Linked DNA regions of Capsicum annuum: region 1 is linked to region 2. The links are chromatin contacts, called in public Hi-C maps. All regions are on one chromosome and are shown on one strand. Each heading gives the region's core, a stretch centred on a gene start, on an enhancer-like site or on the middle of the called end of the contact. The rest is flanking DNA. Distances are from core to core; before and after follow the strand shown. Region 1 overlaps LOC107878301 (a long non-coding RNA gene). Region 2 holds the start of LOC107878302 (G-type lectin S-receptor-like serine/threonine-protein kinase At2g19130).

What was found. Hi-C and Micro-C count contacts between places; a contact is called where the count stands out from the background.
Region 1: a contact with region 2 is called in a Hi-C map of placenta, with 2.0 times the contacts expected there. The contact joins the enhancer-like site here to the promoter of LOC107878302 in region 2. A contact is called at or near these places in 2 of 5 Hi-C or Micro-C datasets (bud and placenta).

The regions. Positions count from the first base shown.
Region 1 is chr7:197,920,453-197,926,075 of UCD10Xv1.1, forward strand. LOC107878301 (a long non-coding RNA gene) reads left to right here. Exons shown (of 5, transcript XR_007043064.1): 5 at 2,306-3,011. Among protein-coding and RNA genes, the nearest start is that of LOC107878301, 8.9 kb to the left of the region's middle. Within about 2 kb of position 2,754, at least 5 of the 5 cell types and tissues checked have an H3K27ac peak or open chromatin away from gene starts, as enhancers often do. A contact at or near this core is called in bud, where this site is marked.
Region 2 is chr7:197,875,165-197,880,759 of UCD10Xv1.1, forward strand. LOC107878302 (G-type lectin S-receptor-like serine/threonine-protein kinase At2g19130) reads left to right here and starts at 4,318. Exons shown (of 1, transcript XM_016725238.2): 1 at 4,318-5,595. The coding sequence starts at 4,813.

The sequences.
Region 1 (5,623 bases), core at 1,504-4,003, 44 kb after region 2:
CCTTCTCCGCTGTTCCTCCCCTCTTTTTCTTTCTCTCCCAATCTCTTCTCTGTTTTCTCCTCTGTCTCTCGAAATCTCTCTCACTCAATTTTCTCTTTGTTTTCTCAATTTTTCTCCTTCGATCTCTCTCTCACTGGTGTGTGTGGTGTTGTGTATATTGATGTGTGTTTTTTCTCCCCAATTCCTCTATTTTCTTTATTTGTGTGTGTCGTCTATGTGTTAGTGTGTGTGGCTGTGAGAGTGACGGTGGGGAGTGATCTCTGTGTGTGAGTGGAATTATGAATATATGTGTGAGATTGTTGCCCTTCCAGTGAGTTTTTGTGCCTCTCCCCCCTTTCTGTGATGTAATGTGTGTATATTGTGTGTGCTCCCCTGAAAAAAAATGGACCAGTTCCTCCTTAATGGTCAGGGTTGTATGTGAGTATATTCCCCTGTGGGCCCTTGCCTCTATTTGTTACTTGTGAGGTGTGTGTATTGTATATGTACGTGTATTTCACCCATAGTGTGTATATCTGTGTGTTGTGCGTATATGGTCTATTTTTTATTTCCAGTGAGTGTATGCGTATGTATTGTGAGTGGGGTGGGATTTAGGGGGTATGTGGGGTAAGAGGTATAGGGGTAGGAGTGTGGTTAGAATAAGGTGGAGGGTGTTGAAATTTGAGTGGTTAATTTGTTAGGATGAGGCGTCAAAGTTGTTAGGAATTTTGTTGAATTTGTTTTTGTGTGTAAATTATCACATGGGTGAAGGTTTATGGTAAAGTGAGGGTAAATGGGTAAAAACACACTCTCGGGAGGGATAAAATTATGTGGCTACACCTTTTATTGTTTCAAGATAAATTCAAAAACGACAATTCGAGTCTAAATCGTAGCAAAAACATAAATAAAAATAAGAACAAGCCAACGCTTTCCTGGAAAACGGAAAATGAAATGAAGGAAAGTAAGAGGTAACTTGTGAACTAACTTATTAAATGAAAACACATAATTTTTGCCAATAAAATAAAGAGCACTTAGATTCAACAGATAAAATAGATAAAACATTCAGTGGAAAAAAGAGTAACAGAGAAGATTTGAGGGGATAACTGGCTAATTTAACTAAACCACCTAATTCCTAAAATGAAGACAGAGATCTACACTATAATTTTACCTAATCGATTCTAGTAACCTACCTGATCAGAAATAAATAACTCTAAGCATACATGAGAGCCGAGCACTTGATGAAAGCAATGAAACTAGAAGAGAACATCTACCTAATAGCTAGAAGAGACGTAACAGTACACTCTGAAAGCAAGTAAGTTATTCAATATTTAACTCATGAATCAAAGAAATAGATATAAAATTAACAGTTTTAAAATATAGCTTCTCCTTCCGACTTTGAGATTTTTAGCTAAAACAAAACAACAGCTGCTATACGTTGTAACACATCTATTGCACCCGACTACAAAACAAACAGTTATTAGACCAACGCAAGCACTTAAATAATTTCAAATATTAAGGAAAAGAGAGCCCTGCCAGTAGGCACTTGAAGATGGAAGCAGACAACTGTGATGTTCTATCCCATCTCCTAACCTTGTTTTCGAAGACGAGAGGACTTTATGACCTCCTTTACTCTAATTAAATCTCAAGTCACAACATGTTCATACTCAATAATATTTTAACATCAATACTAAGTGCATGTATAGATTCTATCATTTATTCCAAACTTTGATTTGGAATTGGATGAACTAATAAAGCTAACTATACTGGAACGAGCATCTTTCACACATCAGACAATTGCCATTGCCAAAGAAGGAAAATGCAAGATCATCCCATTCTAATCTTCATCCTCTTTCGACACTCTTAGAATAGATCTATTAGAGTCAAAAATATTTTTTGTTTAAGAAGTCATTGGACTGGCGACCTTGCCATCCTCTAGTTTCTAACATAAACATTGAAGGCTAAAGAAACTCAAATGGCAGTCTCCATTTAAAACATCACGCTAAAAATAAACTCGACAAGCAAATCTTTCAACTAAGCAGTAGGATAGAAACCATGTTGATAACACTAATCTAAACGCCATTCCAAACAATGTTCAATCAACAGAACCAACCGAGTGAAAGAACCAATAACATGAGCCAAGGATTAAAGCGTAAGATATTCATCTGAAAACAATTACTTGAAACAATATTCAAACTTTAAAGAACCAAGAAGCTAAACTGATTTGCTCAAAACAGCTTTTTCACTCTCTTGAGGCTTGACTATATTTGGCTGACAATGTGCTTACATAGAGGATGAAATTGGGGGATGATTGATGTTTTCATCGATGTAGGATTTTGGGTAAAACACCATATCCCACGGCTATGAATCAATCTCAATAAATGAATGATGATGAGAGGAGTTATCATCCTTAAGTACCATCGACGAATGAAAAGAAAGTAAGTGAAAGTTCTCAGAATATTCTATAGATTCCATATTTTGATTTGATTTTTGAAATTCAAACATTGTTCTTGGGGATTAAGGCAATTGAAGCCACATATTGTACTAGCTTTAGTATGAATTCAGATAGGAATTGGAGATGAATGAATTGACGAACTTTTAGAACCTTCATCGAAGCTGCTGGGGTCGAAGTCGGGTCAAAATTATCGTGGGATGGAGCAGCTGGATTCATGTTTTGGTCGGGTAAAAATTATCGCGGCTTCATTTGTGTACGTGTATAGTTGTTGTTGCTAAACGTTGAACGTTGTTCTCGTCTGTTTGTACATTTTGTCGGTTGTTTTGTTGTTTGTTTGGAGAAGGAGAAGAGTAATAGAAGTGTGGGACGGGTCAGGATTGTGGTTGTTATGCCTGGAGTGGGTTAATAATTGGTATAAATAACATAAATACCAACCTTTTGGAAGCAATGATACTCTCTCCCATTTTTTTAATTATTTTACTCTCTCCCTATTACATATATATTGCATTCTGTATATATGTTGGGATTTTTGTAATATGTTAGGGAATTGAGATTTTTTGTAATATTAAAAATATAAATTGTGTATTTGTGTAATTTTTAGTAATAATTAAGTAAGGGGCCTGTTGTTGCTGAAATGGGCTGGATAGGTTAGGATTTTGGGTGGATTAGATTATTTTTGAAATTTTAGAGATTTGACCAATTTTATTAAAGTTTTGATCATATTGAAAATCAATTGGCTAATTGTATCGCAATTGTGGCCAATTTGATTTCAATTATGGCCAAGTCTAATAGATTGACTAAATTAAATCAAAACTCGAAATAAATCAATATCTCATTTAATCCCAAGTTTCTTGATTTAATAAAATTAAATAGATATTTTTTTCAAATAAATTATTTTGAGAATAAATGATATTTAAATCAAGATTCTAACCATTTGAATTTATTTTTCAGATAAGCCTCGATTAAAATTCGCTATTCCATAAAATATATTTTTAAGTAACAAAATTATACTATTTTGAAAATATATAATCATCACTTAAAATGGCAAAATTACCTAGATAAATGTTTTTAGAAAACTTTTATCTGAAAAAAATAAATATTGTAATTTTATTTTAAAATTGATAAAACTCGGGATTAAACTTAGTCGTGAAGGGCAAAAATTAGATGTCAACAGCTGGATAAGAGGTCAATGGTGTTAGCGGGGATGTTTTCTGTTGATGGGATCCTAGAGGTTAGCACAAAATATGGTTCTTCCTCCAGCAAACTTGTCATCTTTGGAGGAAAGACGAGTAGTCACTGGCTTGTTAGTGCCATTTCTACATTCAGATTTCCAGGGTTAGTGGTCCTAGAGAGGCTTGGTTGGTCAGTTTTATAAGGGCAATCATCCATATGTTTTGACCAAAAATCTGCAACCCCTGACTCATTCCCTCCATAATAACTTGGGATAGGTAATGAGGGTTCTAATGATGATCATGAATTTCTTTGTTCTAATGATGATCATGAATTTCTTTGTTCTAATGATGATCATGAATTTCTTTCCTTCCCATAGCATTTGGAGAGGGACCATCTGCTCCAGCAGTTCTATTTCCAACCAAGAGTTTGGTTGATGGTCTACTGATAGTGGTGTGGAGGTGAAAGTTATGGGGGTCAGGGCTTGTTTAGTGGATGAGATGTTTACTATTTTCATCCTTTCCAGTTTGTTCTGATGGAGATTGAGAGATAGAGTTAATATTGATAGCGTCAAGTTTTGGAGAGGCCTTACTACTGCTACCTTTAGGAATAGTAGGGTGTATTTTCATCCTTTCCAGTTTGTTCTGATGGAGATTGAGAGATAGAGTTAATATTGATAGCGTCAAGTTTTGGAGAAGCCTTACTACTGCTACCTTTAGGAATAGTAGGGTGTATAATGGCTTGTCTCTGCCAGTTTTATCCTCTTCTTCAATCATGGCAAGGTCCTTGACTTGACTGTAAGAATTTTTTTTGTTCTCAGAAAGATGAGTTATCATTAGGCCACTGACAAATTTGTGGAAGAGAAGGGTTCAAATTTTGAGGAAGACGACTCAGCTTTTTCTCCAACATGACTTTGATGGGAATGGGATTTTCCCATAGTCCTTGAGCTAGAAGGATTATCATTCTTATTTTTTTTCTTGGACTCTTAAGTTGAGAGTAGGAAAATTGGGTTGTAACAATTCATCCTCCATAATGGGCCTTAGAGGTGTGGTCCCTTTACTTGAGGATTTTGCCTCCAAGGTTAGTGTCCCTAAAAGACCTTTATTGTTATTGGGCCAACCCAAATCATTAGGGGTCATAAAAATTAAAGCTTTTCCCTTCTCGTCGCCTTCCGTTCTCAAAAGGGAGACTGGGTTTTTGATATGGGATTTTTGGGATTGAGAAAACTTACCTGAGCGCTCTTCTCCTGGGATGGACTTTTTCCCTCCTGTCTTTTTCCTTTTCCATTTCTTGAAGGATACCGTCTGCCACTCTTGATTGAGTGCTGGTGAGGTTGCTATCTCTTATTGTTTAGTCTTTTCTCGGTGAGCCGAATTGGATTGAGGAAGCTTGCAGTTGGTTATCGTGTACCCTAGATGACTGAATGACTTACACAAGAATCCTTTCCCCTCATACTGAATTGTTTGTTTGTGACATCTAATTACTATCGCGGTGTTTCTATTGGGGTTTCAAAAGGGATATGAATGCTTATACGTGCATAATGCCTTCTCAATGTTGAGGGTGTACATGTATCAATCTTAACTAGTGTCCAAATCTTTCTCCCCACTTTTTTCCAGATTTCTGATGTCATAGAATTTCGTTGGTAGTCGTACCCAAATAATAGTGCTTTGAATCTTTGATTCAATAGGAATAAAGTTGGGTTCCCAACTTTGAACCGATAGGTATGCTCTAGCTACGACCAAGTACCCTATTGTAGAGACTTCCTTTGGTATTCTTCGCTATTAAACTTAACTGTGAAGAATTCCATCCCCAGATCTATAAGGGCAAAGCTTTCTTGAATCTTCTATAGATCTGTTAATTTCGTCCTTAGATATTGGTGGGTGAATTTTCTTCTCGTTGTTTTAATTATGACTGAGAATCGCCAAGGGTTGTAAATTCTTTGTTTGTCTTCCCTTGTGAGTGTAATCGTGTCTTCTGCTTCATTCGATGATTCCAAGAAATTTTCATCTTGAAAGGCAGATGAGT
Region 2 (5,595 bases), core at 3,068-5,567:
TACCGGACTAAACGCCTCCTCATAATCCAATCTATCGTTTTAAGAAAACCCACGAGCAACTAAACGAGCTTTAAACCTATCAATAGTACCATCCGATTTTTTCTTCAAGTGAAATACCCATTTGCAAGTGACTGGATTGCATTTTTCTGGTTTGGGTACCAATTCCCAAGTTTCGTTCTTATCTAAAGCGTCAATCTCTTCTTGCATCGCTCTTTCCCAATGTGGACAGCCTTTTGCTTCTTCATAACTTAATGGTTCTTCCGTAGTTAGTGCTTCTGTAAAGAAGCACGAGGTCACGGAATAACTTTTAAGTTTGACCTCATAATCTTTGAGGTAGTTGGGTTTCTTCCTTGTTGACCTTCTTGCTGCTTGTTGTTCACCATTTTCTTCCTTTGAAATTTTCTAACTTGGAGATGCAACTTCTGAAATATTCTGATTTGGAGATACACTTTTTCCCTCTTCACTACAAGGTGATAACACATTTACTTTAGGAAATAATAACTCCATATTATCTTGATCATCACCCAGAACAACAAGCTTTTGAGAAGAAAACAAAGATGACGTTTCATCAAATACCACGTCTCTAAAAATGGTAAACCTGTTTGTCTTTGGATCCATGCATCTCCAGCCCTTCCTATAAGAATCATAACCAACAAATACACATTTTCTTGCTTTTGGATCAAGTTTGGTTCTATTAGTTCTGGGAACATGAACATAACAAGTAGAATCAAAAACCCGAAAATAGTTCACATTTGGCTTCTGACTATATAAAAGTTCAAAAGGTGATTTCTGTGTACCTGGCCAAGGAGGCAACCTATTTGTCACATGGCATCCACATTGAATAGCTTATGCCCAAAACTCTCGAGGAAGATTCTTGTCATGCAGCCATGAAAGACAAACTGAAGTAAAGCAAGCTTTCTTTCCGCAACTCCATTCTGCTGAGGAGTATCTGAACAAATCATTTGACGAAGAATTCTGTTGTCATGACAGTACTGGAAGAGGTCATCTGACATATATTCTCCTCCATTATCACTACGAAGACATTTTATCTTTTTCCCGAACTCATTTGCAACAACATTTTTGAACTTCACAAACTTGGATAATGCTTCACTCTTCTCTTTAAAAAATTTCACCCAAGTGAACCTAGAGTGATTATCCACCAACACCATAACATAGCGATGTCCGCTATAACTTGGTGTTCTTGTTGGTCCCATTAAGTTTGTGTGAACCAATTCAAACAACACATTTCTCCGATTTGATGACCTTTTGAAAGGAAGACGATGAGATTTTCCATATTGACAGCCTTGACAAATCACGTCTTCACGTATATTCTTCAAAGTTGGCATGCCATCTACCAACTTTCTAGAAGAAATCTGTTGCAACATTTGGTAGCCCACACGACCCAATCGAGCCTGCCAAATTGCGGCACTATCAGTTTGGCTTGTTTTCTTTACATAAGCTTCACCTGTTGACATAACAAATAAAGAACCTTTCCTCTCGCCAGTAAAAATAATATCAGCAGATATTTTTTTTACATTTTCAAACACCTTCACATCAATAGGACTAAACAGTACATATTTTCCAGAATCAGTAATTTGAGGAATAGAGACTAGATTTTTCTTCAAACCTGGAACATGATAAACGTCCTGCAATTTGATACTTTTGGATTTATCATCAGCAACCTCAATCGTCACAACTCCTTCTTTTGCTACTGGACATGTCGAGTGATCTGCTGTAATAATGACTCGATCTCCATGATGTTCTCGCATCTCCGAGAATAGAGAATCATCTTCAGTGATATGATGAGGGCACCCTGAATCAACGATCCACTCTTCCCTCTTATTGTTATTAGCATAATTGACAAAATCTTGTGCTGACTTTTGTTCAACAGCTTCGATGCTAAAACATTGTTCCCATTTCATTTGCTCATCTTCATCATTGGTGCACGTAATATTGGCTTTAGAAAGTTTTACTCGACAGTTTTTCTTGATGTGCCCAATTTTTCCACATCTGTAGCACTTCTTGTTATTATGTGAATTTCCACCTTTTTCCGTGGTTGTTCTTCTTCTTTATTTTTGTTCCAAGTTGATGTATTCTTCTTGTTCGACTTCTCTTTAGAAAATAAAACATCATCAGTTTCAAGATTCTTAGCCATTTGTTTAGCTAAAGCTTCTTGATTAGAAAACATGTTCTCCAATTCCTCAACAGATGGTTATTGCGGCCATCCTTGAATGGAAGTGACAAAAGGACCGTACTCCTTTTTCAAGCCACGAATAAGATAGCGTCGTAGACGCGACTCACTAATCTTCTCTTTCGGATTAATCTCTGAAATTTCAGCACAAATACTTTTAAACTCGCAAAAAGTAATCTGAGATAGACATACCTTCCTGTTGTAACATTGCCAACTCATTCTCCAATAGTTGCAGCCTTGCTGTATTTTTCTTGGTAAACAACCTTTCTAGCGTGTCCCAAACTTCTTTTTGAGAGACATTATCACGAACATGATCAATAAACTCCTTGCTGATAAAAATCCTCAAAGCAAAGAGTGCTTTTTCGCACTTGATCTTTCATTTCCTTCGCGATTCAACATTGTCAGGAGTATTGGTTGGGATTATTGAATCAGTTCCTACAATTAAATTCCACAGATCCTGACCTTGAAGGTATGCTTCCATACACATTCTCCAATACTTGTAGTTAGTACCTATAAGTTTTTCTATTCCATATTGAGTTTTTCCCCCGTTTGAGGCCTCCATTGCTACAAACGACAAAAGCTTTCTCTTCACACTTTTCAAACTTCTCCAACAGAGTAAATTGATAGACAAGAAGATAGAAAAGAAAAAAAAATTCCTCCCTTCAACCTTGCTCTGATACCAAATAACAAAAGTATTGAGCAGGAGAAGTTATAGAACAAGAACAGTAAAGGAAAATAAAACAACCGAAAGCTTTTTCTTGAATAAAAAATATGACAATTGCAATTATAAGAGAAAACAGAGCAACTTTACTCTGTATATATAGACTCCTACTACAAATATAACTTCTAAATTTAACGTTTTATTCCACCTAACTTACTCCTAAAATTACTAACTTTCGGGCCACTTTATAAGGTGAACAAACCTCACCTAGTAATTATTTTAACCTGTTAAATGCAGTAAATTAAATAAGATAGTAAGTTGCACTAATTTGTTACATAGTCAGCGCTAAGGAGGTTCATCTGAACTTCCTTCGGTGAAAAATTACATTGTTTAAATATGGTTAACATGATTGTACGTGCATATAATAGATATTGAACCCATTCGACTCTTTCATATGTTCATTTTTTCATATTTTGAATCTTTTTGGTGAAAATTCTGGCTCTGACTTTACTTGTGAAACTTATTTTTCCTTATTTCTATTCAAGAAGTCATTCTAAGCTTATTTTTCTGAAGAATAGGTTTTTCAAAACATTAAGCCAATCAAAACAAGATTGAAAATAATTTCTGTCAAACACACCCTAGGGGACTATTAGTTGTAGCTATTAGTAATCTCAATCGATATATTAGGTGCTACAATGGGCGACCGAAAAATCTTTAGCCTTCAAAGACTTTTCTTCCTCATACATAGCACGTGGGAGGACTTTCTTCCAGCTGTGTTTCCCTCATTTGTTCAGAATTACTAAAATACCCTGAATTATTCATGGTTTAGATTAAAATATAAAGAAATACTATTGTAATTTATTTGTTGCGAAACGAAATCATAAGAAAAAATTGTTCGAATGATAACTATTTTTTATTTCCAATCTTAAGATTGGTACTTCGAATCATCAAGGGAGCAAAAATAATGAGGAAGCTCCTAGAAGGGTTAATAAAAAAGAACGAGAAATGCAAGGACTTGCTGATGGTTGATAGAAGTCATACTTCATGCATCAAAAACATATTCATATTTTAATAGTTGACCCATTTTCATGTATGAAATATTTGTCCAGTTCAGCTATGTCAGAATTGAACTTTAATGTTGTGCCACAAATTTGAATATTTTCCCGGAATATAATGCTATTAGCTCGTCACGTTCCGACATCAAAATATTTCATGTCTGCCATAGACCGTACATTGAGCAAATTCTGATATTCATTCGCACTGTTTGCCTGAGTTGGTCTTATTTTTTTTTTTTTTCCTAATAATTGAATTTATTCTTAGCTGCGGATAATTTGTGTAATACTGTGATGGAGAAATCTAAATTTATGTTTCGCGAAAAAGTTATTAGTCTTGACGAATAAAACTTAAGACTAACGCAAAATGGTGACCCAAATTATTATGCATCAACGATTCTTGTTAATCTCCTGTTATCGCAAAGAAAATACGAACAGCTTGACCAAATATTTTGACTCACTAAACTAATTGGAATTAGGCAACGCAAATATGGTCAATTTTGAATATTTAACCATTATAACATTCAAAATTTGTTTGGACCATGTAAACATTGTACTATTCCTAGTAGAAAAAGAATCATTTTCTTCATTTATTAGTAAAAAATAGTTCGTTTTCCTGCTTAAACAACAACTTTCTCTTTTTTAATTGAATTATTATAACAATAATGACAATATTTTGAGTATAGTCTCATAAGTGGAATCTTATAAAAATAGGAGAAACTAGATCTTAGGCTCAACTAAAGTGAAACTTTTAGGTACTATTATTTCTCTAATTGCTTCTTTATTGTATTTTGAATTTAAGACAGAGGGATTAAGGGTGAAAAAGTCAATTTAACATTAGCCTGTTGGCTTGAAGCCAGACCAAGTAGTTCTGTTTTCCAGCAGTCATATGAAAGTTTATTTGTATCATGACCCATTCTTCAAGAAAATCCCATGAATGTCTTTGGCCTTCTTCTGAAAAGAGATATAAATCTGCTTTGTTCATCACATATCTTTGTCCTCTGCACAAGCTCTTAGCAGCTATGGCCATAAAAATCAATTCTTTTTTCCTCCTTTCTTTGTTGTACTTATGTTTTTCTCTAAAACCCCATCTCTATATTGAAGCAGCTGACACTATTTCTGCAAATCAATCCCTTTCTGGTGACCAAGCAATTATCTCTTCAGGTGGGAAGTTTAAGCTTGGTTTCTTCAAACCAGGTAATTCTTCCAACTACTACATAGGCATGTGGTATGATAAAGTGGTTGAACAAACTGCTGTTTGGGTTGCAAACAGGGAAAAACCAGTTCGTGATAAAAATTCTGCTGAGTTAAAAATCTTGGATGGTAATTTAGTACTGGTTGATGAGTCCAAAACTCCAATTTGGTCCACAAATATCAGCTCCAGTAAGTCAAATTCTGTGGTGGCAGTTCTTCGAGATGATGGTAATTTGATCTTGACTGATGTGGCTAATTCAACCCCGCCACTTTGGCAAAGTCTTAATAATCCTGGCAATACTTGGTTGCCTGGTGCTAAACTTTCTTACAATAATGTTACAAAAACAAAGCAGCTTCTTACATCATGGAAAAGTCCAAATGATCCTGCACCCGGGCTGTATTCACTTGAGTTGGACCCCAATGAGAAGCAGTATATTATAAGGTTCAATAGAACTGAGAAATATTATGATACTGGACCATGGAATGGTCGAATTTTC